2 separate regions of the Sparus aurata genome follow, and region 2 is linked to region 1. The links are chromatin contacts, called in public Hi-C maps. All regions are on one chromosome and are shown on one strand. Each heading gives the region's core, a stretch centred on a gene start, on an enhancer-like site or on the middle of the called end of the contact. The rest is flanking DNA. Distances are from core to core; before and after follow the strand shown. Region 1 holds the start of has2 (hyaluronan synthase 2). Region 2 holds the start of zhx2a (zinc fingers and homeoboxes 2a).

Evidence for each region. A called contact is a pair of places that touch in the nucleus more often than the background predicts.
Region 2: a contact with region 1 is called in a Hi-C map of an unstated tissue, with 11 times the contacts expected there. The contact joins the promoter of zhx2a here to the promoter of has2 in region 1. A contact is called at or near these places in 2 of 2 Hi-C or Micro-C datasets (skeletal muscle and an unstated tissue).

What each region holds. Positions count from the first base shown.
Region 1 is chr17:12,946,632-12,951,882 of fSpaAur1.1, forward strand. It overlaps has2 (hyaluronan synthase 2), which reads right to left and starts at 3,289. Exons shown (of 4, transcript XM_030392695.1): 1 at 2,572-3,289.
Region 2 is chr17:13,099,262-13,104,512 of fSpaAur1.1, forward strand. zhx2a (zinc fingers and homeoboxes 2a) reads left to right here and starts at 2,906. Exons shown (of 13, transcript XM_030393506.1): 1 at 2,906-3,325.

The DNA.
Region 1 (5,251 bases), core at 2,039-4,538:
GGTTTCTCCTACTTCAAACAGAACACGTTTTCTGCCACGAAAAGTTTCTAAAGCTCCTTTCGTGAATCCAAGCCTGCTTCTGTCATCCACTGATCAAACGCTCCCTCTTATCTGACGACTCACTGTTATCAGCAGAGCTCTAAAATAGCCTCCACCCTACATGGGGAGAACGTTTCTTTGATAGCACTTTCTATTATCACAGTTGATTACAGATTAGAGAACCCAGAGCCGGCCAGAGCAGATGAACAAAGAGATGGTTGGAGGTGTCGAGAAGAAAGGAACGACGGCATGTTGTGCGGCTACTTACTTTACGCAGCTCCCGGGCTACTTTATGGTACACTATTACGCCTGGAACTATGCATTAACATTGGCATGAGCCTTCCCTGTGAGACCGTTACTCAGTATGAGGTAGTGGGAATCTAACACAGGACCTCACTGACATCCAAATTTGCACTTTTACTGGTCGGCTGTAGTGCCGCTTCACTGCTGATTTACCGAGGGAACCTGGAAAAAACTGTGGCATTAATGCAGAATAGATGAGGTAGGTGGTGGTAGGTGGTGTGTGTTTGGGAGGGGCTTCACATAATGCTCTCTCTCTCCTGACTTAAGTAGTTATACCTTGCCAGCCTCGAGGCCCTATGGACCGACGGCCCCTCGCTGTGAGCAGTAATGGCACGTGAGACTTGTTGTGAGCCCTAATGGGGACCAGTCGTGGAATGCCTTCCTCTGCGAGGTAGTAAACTGCTGTGTGTGAGCTGCGTGGAAGCACATCCTGTAGCAATGAGGGTGCAGTAAACTGTATCACCCTGTCACCCACTGAAGAGTGCCAAAAAATGTGTCTTTTCATCCCTTTTGTGAGGCATCAGATCTCCGTCATCTCCACGGACTGCCCAAATGTTAACTCTGAAGCAGAGTTAAATCTCTGCTGTGGGCCGGCAGCGGAGACAGATTGCCTTCCTTACAGTAGCACTCTGAGCCCCACGCTCGGCAGAGGAACTCCCTCGAGGGCTGAGATTAGAGGCAGTATGTTGGTATTAGTCTGGATGTGTGTGTGCATTGACAGAAGGTCCAAACACGCACTGATTACACAAATAACTTACATATGTCCTTAAGCTGCCACTTTAAGTCAGGTAGCTGCTGTAAACATTTCTGTAGATGTACAGTTTTACCAGGATACAGGTTTGTATCAGTTTGACAGGATCAAGTGGGACTTTGCAGCTGTTCCTGCATCCGCAGAACAAGAAATAGATGTCATGAAATCTAATGGATCTGTTGGGAAAGCCAGCAAGTTTAAGCCCCCACGTGAAATAAAGCGGGCTCTCCTCTCTCACTGATATATGAACACTGACAGTGGACTAAATGTTTCACTCCTTCCAGGTGGACATCAGCCTCCACCGTGTGAGAACAGATAACCCAGGTCAGTGGGAAGCAGATTCCACGCGTGGGATAAAAACCGTACTGTATATCATTGGTAAATGACAGGAAAGCTTCCACAACCAACTCACAGATGGGCATTCCTTGCGTGGGCTTTTATGTCTATCTGCACATTGATGGGTCCGAGTGGGCGGGTAGAGGAAGAGAGTATGTCAGAGGAGTGTGACAGATGTTCATTTGCATTCGGGTATTTGTCTGAAATGTGTTTGAGTAGGGGTGCATATGTGGAAGTTATAATGCCAACAGCTTGCAAGACATCTGTAATCATTAGCCTATGTTCTGAGGGCTCGCTGTTCAAGTGGCACCTGCTTTTAGTCATGTTTGCATGCATTTCATGGACGGCACTGGTCTGAACTTGGGAGGGGCTGGATTCACTGCTAAGTATTTCAATAAAGTACACTTCTGATGCCATTACTTAGCAAACAGCAATACATTGAGAAATATTTCCTAATTTACTCTTGAACACCGTGTGCGTAAAGAGCGATCTTTCACACCGGGCATCAAATTACGCCCTTGGACCATGAGGCACTCCTGAACGTGCCCAAATCCAGCGGTCCCATTGGCTCACGAATCTGAAAGGATGACGTACGGCTTGTAACGTCATCAATTTAGTTTATTCTCAGGGTACAATAACTGGCTCAGCAAAGACTGTGTGAAGTTATCCTGGCGAATTTCGCAAAGCTGGCACATCTGGAAAAGGAGGATTGCATACTTTCATGCAAGTTTGGACAAATTACATTTTTGAGACACATGTTTTCTTATTTTTTAAGTAATAACATTTTAAATGATCGCAATGAAATATCGCAATTTATTGTCAACTTCAAACGTTCCGTACAAGATATCCGCGTTTTTACGCAGGGCGCGTTAAGACGCATGAAGACGAAAAGCTACGCTAGTGACAGCTGGCATGAACCCAAATTTAATGCATCACTTCCTTTACAGAGCTTAAATATTGCACAGCAACCATATTATTTAAAGTATGACGGAAACCTCGTCATAGTTGTGTTAAGCGAGAGTTTGGCGAGTTTAAAAATAATTAATTAGCGTCTTAACCACTACAGTCTTCTGATGCAACATCTATCACTGTCTGTCAGCAGGCTGCGTCGTCACCAGACCAAATGGCCATTGGCCGCCTACCTTGAATCAGCTGTTCTCCTCTCGTTCGTCCTTGAGAAAGGATGCGGTCAACTCCGGCGGCTCTGGTACCGCTCCACAGGGAGAAAAAGTCTCGACAAAGTTTCAGAGGACACTTGTTTGAGTCTCATGAATCCGCTGAAATTGGTCCTCATTAATCAGGAAAAAAAATGAAATAAGACTCGCGCAGGCTCCTTGTCAGTTTGCTCAGCTGGATGAGCTCAAGAATATTCTCGCCTTCTCTAGTTCTCAACAGTCTGTCTGCGGTCATTAACTGTGCACCGCAGGCATCTGAGGTGTACAAACACAAGCATCGTGTCAGTCATCTTTGGCATCATTCATGTAAAAAAGTATACATAAAAAAGGAGCTACGCGAGGATGATAAACATCTTTCTCCATCAACTTCTGACAGTTTCATTCATTGTTTAAAAGTTTCTAAAAGTTACAACGAACAAAAAAAGCCATCAACTTTGTCAGCGTCAATCATATTGACATAGAAGAAGAAGATGAAGAAAAAAAAAAGTTTCCAGCAGTGACTCCTAACAAATCTGAGTCAGACCTTTTTGGGTTCTTGAGGGGCGTGTAGGTAAGTATGTCTAGTTTCCCCGAGCATCCAGGTTACACAGAGCGCAGAGAAGTGGCCAAAAAGTCTCTGTGCCGCTGCTGTCTAATGCCTTCCAGACGGCTGTGTGTGTGCGGAGTCTCCTTTATGGCTGCTGCGGCTCCCAAACCCCTTTTACCGGGCTGCAACAGATTGGCGTGTTGTTTTAATAAGAGGGGATGGTTTGGGGGGCATGAGGAGGAGCGACAGAGAGGAGAAGAGAGAGAGAGAGAGAGAGAGAGAGAGAGAGAGAGAGAGAGAGAGACTCACTCATCCAAACTCATTCAAACTCCTGAGGTAGGAGAGAGAGAGAGAGAGAGAGAGGTTGGATGTCCATGCCCCCATTCAGAGCAGGAATATGGCATGTTTCTGAGAGGCAGTGAAACCTACACGTTTAGTCTTCAATTAGCCTGTATACAGTGTGACAACTGGCCCCAGGTCTGATCTTTACATCAAGCCTGTAAATGTTGCCTCATATTGAGAATTATTCATATGATTAAGAGAAAATCGTCCACAGAGAAGTTACACACTGAGAGAACAGCTGGAAGCAGCATGCGAATCTGTACAGTCATCTACAGTCAAGAGGCGCACATAGGCACGTGGAAGCCAGAGTTTGGATGTTATGGAATTTCAGTCATTTCATTGATTCGCTAGTTCAGCAGTTCCCAACTTTGTCCAGCAGGCAGTGCTGTGTGATGCAGAACAGAGGGTCAGCAGGCACTACAATGTACAGTAGCTCCTCCTGAAAGGCAATCTAAAGGGAGTATCCGACTAAAAATCAGGACTCGTTAGTCCGGCCACCGTGAGTCACGAAGCGTTTGGCGTCATTATCAGGAACTCCTCCGCAATACCTGGAAAAGTCTATGGTTAGGAAACAAAGGCATTGTTGTCCAGTGGAAACCACACGTCTCCAAATATGGTGAATTTTAATTATTTGGATAACCTGGAGGAGTAAATGTTCTTCACGGTGTGCAAAGAAAATTTTCATTTGAATGTCTCAAAAAGCCATCGAGCTGAAAACAGGGGTGATTTCCTCGGTTTATGAAAAGCTGATGTTTTTGGGAATACATGGTTATCTCAGAACATTAGTGTATGCGTGAACCCAGTCAGTCTGTTCTGCTCATTGAAGGATTTTTACTCTCGCATCTTCACTTTGGATCAAATCGGTTAATGCACATTTGAGGATTTAAGATACGGAACAAGCGTACTGCATATTGTAATATATCAAAAATACATGTTAATATGATAACTGTACATTCAAATACTACAAGTGATATACTGATATGTATTTAAAAACATATGACTTAAATATATTTAGCATAATTGACAAGGTTATGTTTTGTATTTCTTTTTAAATATATGGTATTTTTAGAAAATAATTTAAAATATATCATTTGATAAGTTGAAATATACACTGCAGGACATTATTAAATATATATATCAATACATATGATGACACTAATTTGAACATAGGCCTGTGTCGACTCCTTGTTTCACTGAAAAATGATAAAACAAGGTGAAAGTAATCTCATTGTTTAAGTGACACAAATAATGAAAAAAAACCCACCAAATGGTTTCAAATTATATCTACACATAGGTGTCATTCACACTCTGGATGCTGACATGCTGCAAGCAACACTAGTGCTAAAAAGTTGCTTGCACCAAGAAATGGCGACTCAAACGAGACCAAATTTGTTGCCTCCCGCAATAATTATCTACTGACCTCATTAAACCCCCTCATTGCACTGTTGCAAATTGCATATGTTGAAGACGCAACACAAAGTGACGCCCTTGAATCTACATGTAAAGTGTATTTCCGCTGCTTAAAGGTGAGCATTCAATGATACAACAGCGATAGGTTGAAGAGGTCAGTGTGTGTGTGACTTCACTTTGTTGAATTGATGATCATGACTTTGAAATCAAATGTCCCTTCACCCGAATTGAGTCTTGTATACATTCTGAAGCCCGTTGAGGTGAACTTGTGTGCTGTAGTTATGAGCTCTATGAATAAAAATGACTGATCTGGACAATATGAACTTGAACCCAAATGGTTTTCCTCGTAACGACGTCATATTTCTTACA
Region 2 (5,251 bases), core at 1,656-4,155, 150 kb after region 1:
GAAGTAAACATGTATGTAACACTGATCCCACCCTCTCACTGAGGTTACATAATGCTGAGACAAGTGACAGCTGGGACCGGCAGAGTGGCTGAGACAGAGACACCATTCACTTTATTACAAGACATTGTACCATCGAAACGCTTTTGAAGCCGTTTGAAACATAATATGGCTTTAAAGCCAATGTCAAAGGGGGCTAAAACTGGTTAAACACAGGTTCATAATTGCTTGCCTTGGTTATATTTGATAAGACCTTTAGCCACAAAACAAGCAATTTCATATCTTTGTTTTTCCAAATCTCTATTCTGGACATGTGTTTGCAGGTGCACTAAGATAACACTGTCAGCCTCCCTCACTCACTCAGCACAATATTGGACCATGACTAAAACTACACCGTGCACACATACTGTAGAGACTGGTGTGCTACATTTAAAAAGGTACAAAGTGCAAACATTTTCATTTAAAAAATAGCTCCCAGTCTGGATTGCTAACTGCACATTTTACTGAGCTAAGAGTAGCTACAATTTGCAGCTAACTGTATGTTGTTTATCCATCCATGACTGTTAGCTACTGTTAGCTTTTTAGCTCAGTTAGCCTTGTTGCTAACTTGACTACCTTAGGATTGTAGACATTGCTGCCGATAACATGGCAGCTTTGGCTTACCAAAGAGGTTTTCAGGCCCAAGGCTAACTGGTTAGCATGCAAACTTCAGCAGATATCTTATTTTTTAACATAACATCAATTATTTCTTTACTTTCTGTTAATAAGTCTAGTTATTTTTTGTATGTTTTAACTCTGTCTTTTACGTATTGCACCTTTAACTTCATCCGATTAATGTACAAATCACGCACGAGAAATATGAGGTGGTTATTTTGTCCTAACTAGTCTAAACTACTTTGGCTTTCAAAGGAGAGGTTGGTCTAAATTGAGTGAACTGTGTGGCCGTGTGATCATCACTGCATCTTTGTGGATCAGAACATCTATTGGAGATAAGAGCTGACTGATCCACAGCACGGAAGGATTAAACTGGCAGAAAGAAAAACAGTGAACTGACATTCAGATTTAAGGGATTGATTGATCACTTTAACTCATTTATAATATAATTTTGAGGAAAAGGATCAGAGCAGGCAAGCTGACAACTTCATAAACTCTTCAGAGAATATTAATAATTTAAAACTTTCTTTGGAGGCTTCGATGTCGGGTCCGGAAGAGACATGAAAACATGAACTACACAGTCAAACATTCCTGAGGTAAAGCAGTCCTTCAAAACAAGGCTGGAGGAATACGCAGCTCTTGATCTTTCTTTTTCCCTCATAATATTGTTCAGGACATGCCATTTACATCTTTCCTTATATAGTTGTTTTCATCTAGCCAAGAGAATTTGACAGCAGAGAGAGCTACACACATCTAATAAAAAGATAAACTCAATTATTTTCTTATCATCTTTTTATTTCATCAAATAGAAAACTGAATTTTTCAACATTCACACAGAGACATGATATTGATAATGACACACACACACACACACATAAGCAAGCTTGGTATGATGGTTTTAAATGGTACCAACTACCTTATTTATTATAATAACCAATATGTCAGTGGCTATATCCAGCCAAAATATATGGCCAAATTTGCACCAATGATATTCAATTCAATCAACAAATAACTTAATTATAGTCTCTTTTATGTAATCCTCCACATGTGATGCATCCGATGCAGCGCAGCAGCAGTAGACCCAGAGGAGCAGGCCTGATTTTGGATCCAAGTGAACTTAAAGGGGCACTCCACCAATTTTACACATCAAGGTTGGTTTAACCCAGAGGATACTATCATTTTTAAGAAAGCCTGTGTAATAAACCAAAGCAAAAGACCCACTACTGAAGTGCATCATGTAAAGTGCAGGATTCAGTGTTTAGGGTCTACAGGTCAGCACATCTCAGCCTCTGCAACACCGATTGCAACTGTTCTTTTCTCACACAAGTCCCTCGACTTAACGTAAGAGAAATACTGAATTAGACCTCTTTAAGATAAAACAGTCGTGTTTTGTGCTCTTGAAACCTTGCATACCCAGAAAACACATTAAGTAACCAGAGTGAAATCAGCAGATTTGTCATCACGTTCATTTTTAAGTGACATGCCTACATTTGCAAAGTTATATTGATGCATTTGCTTTTTCCCTGAGGGCTAGAGAAAGACCCGTCAACCAAGGACTGCAGCAAAGCTGAGACCACATGTCAGCGAACATCAGTGCTGTTGAAGGGTCACTGAGCAACAGAATAAATACATCGAAGGGTCAGTGTGCTGGGGTTGAACCTGCACCCCGACCTCTCCGACAACCCACCCATCACTTTATTAAGATAACCCTTTTCTGTGTCACCTGGTATTTTTCCATACACGACCCCTGAGTCTCGTTACAGAAGCGTCACTGCAGTACAAACTGTGTACATGACTCCATCGCGGCTACATGGGGGCTGTGATGCATGCATGAGCCAAGGTCAGAATCAATTCTGAGGCAGATCCAGTGGAGGTCACTGTTGTGTGTGAGCTCACAGAGCAGCCAGTGTCACGTCAGGGCAACATCTCTCACCAACACGAACCCTGAGTATCACCTGACCCCAGACTAACCTTTGTGGGTCCAGATGTCATAGTGTTTGCTGTGTGTGGTGACAGGCGGTGATATGTGCTGTGGCTCCCCTATCTGCAGGCCAACCTCCACTGTGGAAAAGCACTGCAGCAGATCCACACCTCACATGCACACTGAGAGAGAGAGAGAGCGAGAGAGAGAGAGAGAGAGCGAGAGAGAGATGGGGGGCCGAGAGAGAAAGAGGGGTGGGCGGGGTGACAGGGGGAGGGGCGGGACCTTCGGGGTAACAAACGCCCCCCTCTGATACTTGAATATTCAATTAGCTGCGAGCAGAGAGGCAGGCAGGCATCAGCACAGGAACAACTTGACGGCAACAACGCGCCGTTCATTCATTATTACACCAGCAGGCACGCTTCATGGAGCCACCGGGACACGGAGTTGCTCCACTTTCCTCCGCCTGTTTCTGAACTTTTCTCAGCCGCGGCACCATGGACCGGCTATGGACGGACACCGGCGCTTCGGTACGGCATGCAAATACGTACTCTGACGTCGGCGATCATGTGGCTTTTGGCGTAGATCCTCCTTGTGATCGCCAATTTTTTCTTTCCTGTCGCCTGTTGTCTGCTCGGCTATTGGACCGCCGCGAGAGTGTTTAAAAAACAGATCGGGCTCGGTTCTTCGTCCACGCCAGTCGTCTCGGGCTCGCACCGCACCACCTGAGCATCGCGCCAAAACGGTGGGCAGGTAAGAAACGGATCAACTCTTCCTCTGTTTTTCAAACGGCTCGAGCACGAGCCCCCCTCCTCCTCCTCCTCCTCTTCCTCCTCCCTCAAAAGTCCCTCAAGTTAAAACTGCATGTAGTTGTGTATTTTCCGTGCCTCTGTCTCGCCTTGCTCAGCCTGTGCTCGGCTCCAGAACACCCACACGCCTCAGCATAAATATTTTAACTTGTCTAGCCGCATGAACTTTGCCTGCCCCTCGCCGTTTACACCTGCGTGCTCGCACAATGTGTCCGCCAAGTTGTTAATTGGACGTTTTCTCCCCCGCGTTCAAGTTTCACTTTGATACGTTGTGACCGCGGCGGGAGCGGGCGGCCGAGGAGAGACATCGTGTCTACTTTTTTTTCCTCCTCCTCCTCCTCCCCGTGTCGACATAACCAGCAAAACATGGCCGTCCTTTGCCGACATGTTGTTACGTCGATGGCGAGAGGGGGAACATTTGGGGAGAGTGTTTTTCTGCGCCCCTCTGTCACATCTCGGGGTTGGCCGGCGGAAACGGCGGCGAAAAGTCCGCACGGCCGCCGGTGGAGCAGCTCGCGTTCGGCGGTGCTCGGGTTCGAGCGCAACTTTTGGACTCCGGCGTTGTTTATAGACTTTGATTTGCGCGACTCTTGTGATGTAGGCGTAACGTTACCTCTGCTGATGCCTCCTCCCCTCCGAGACCGCGGCTCATACTGCATGAACACACACACACACAGGGCTGTAGCATAGGAGCTCACTTATATCCTGTCCTTGCAGCAGGCCTGTAGCTGCTGTAAAAAAAAAAAAAAAAAAAAGAAAGTCAGGCGTGGTTGTTTTCTTATTCAGAATATTAACTTTGCTTATGAACCCAGTGCCCCCGGACTGTAGGCAGCGTGAGCCAGCCAACACACTCTGCTTCAACCAGGAGAGGGGATGTGTCCCCAGTTAACCCAGTAAAACCTTCTTCTTCTGCTTCTTCTGCTTCTGCTTCTTCTTCTTCTTCTGCTTCTTCTTCTTCATCTTCGATAGTGATTACATGATTGATGTAGTTGTGTTGTCCTGCACAGCTTTAAGATGGCATTAGTGAAGTCACTGAGGAGAGGTATCAACATAAATAAATACAGCGTGAGGGTGAAACATGGCATGAACGTACACATACACATTCAAAATCCTTTATCTGTGTCATCGTTCTTAAGAAAGGGCCATTCCACTCCTGAAATGTAGGCCAATGTATATAACCTCCGAGTTAGTTTTCTGGGGGGTTTTTTCTGTCACTGTGGTGAAATGATGGGGCTCGTACAGGGTCATACGTTGTACAGGTTTATTACCGGCTGTAAAGTTTACGTAAAGTCACTGTCGACTTTCCAAGTAGGTTGAACGTTGCATGTCAGCATCAGAGCAGCGATCAATCTGTCCAAGCACCTTCATAATTTAGTTTTATTGCTTTTTGGAGATTTGCCATAATTTAGGCAGCATGTGAATCTACAGTAGAACCAACCAGAAGAGACAATTGTCCAAAATCCTGGGTTGGTAGGTGCTCATATTGACCCTGACTGATCCACATTAAACACAGTGTATGTGTCAATGTTGTCATAAGATTCAAAGAGTCCTTTGCTTCATGTTATTGACTTGCATGAAAATCATTCAAATCGCTCCCTGCAGTAGGAACACAAATGTAAATTTCTGGAAAAAGAGAGCACTGGTATCCCGACAAAAACCGCCATACATCTGGCATTTATAGGCCTGTAATTATATCCTATTCTCTATTGAACGTGGGCACGATAAAGGCTCGATCCCGGGTACATATTGGTGACGACGAGATTTAGAATGAAAATGACGAGCAAGGAAGACATTTACCTGACGTTTCCAAGAACGGAGACAATCGCACACTGTAACACCAGCTGGCTCCCGGTGCCGCTTGTAACCAGAT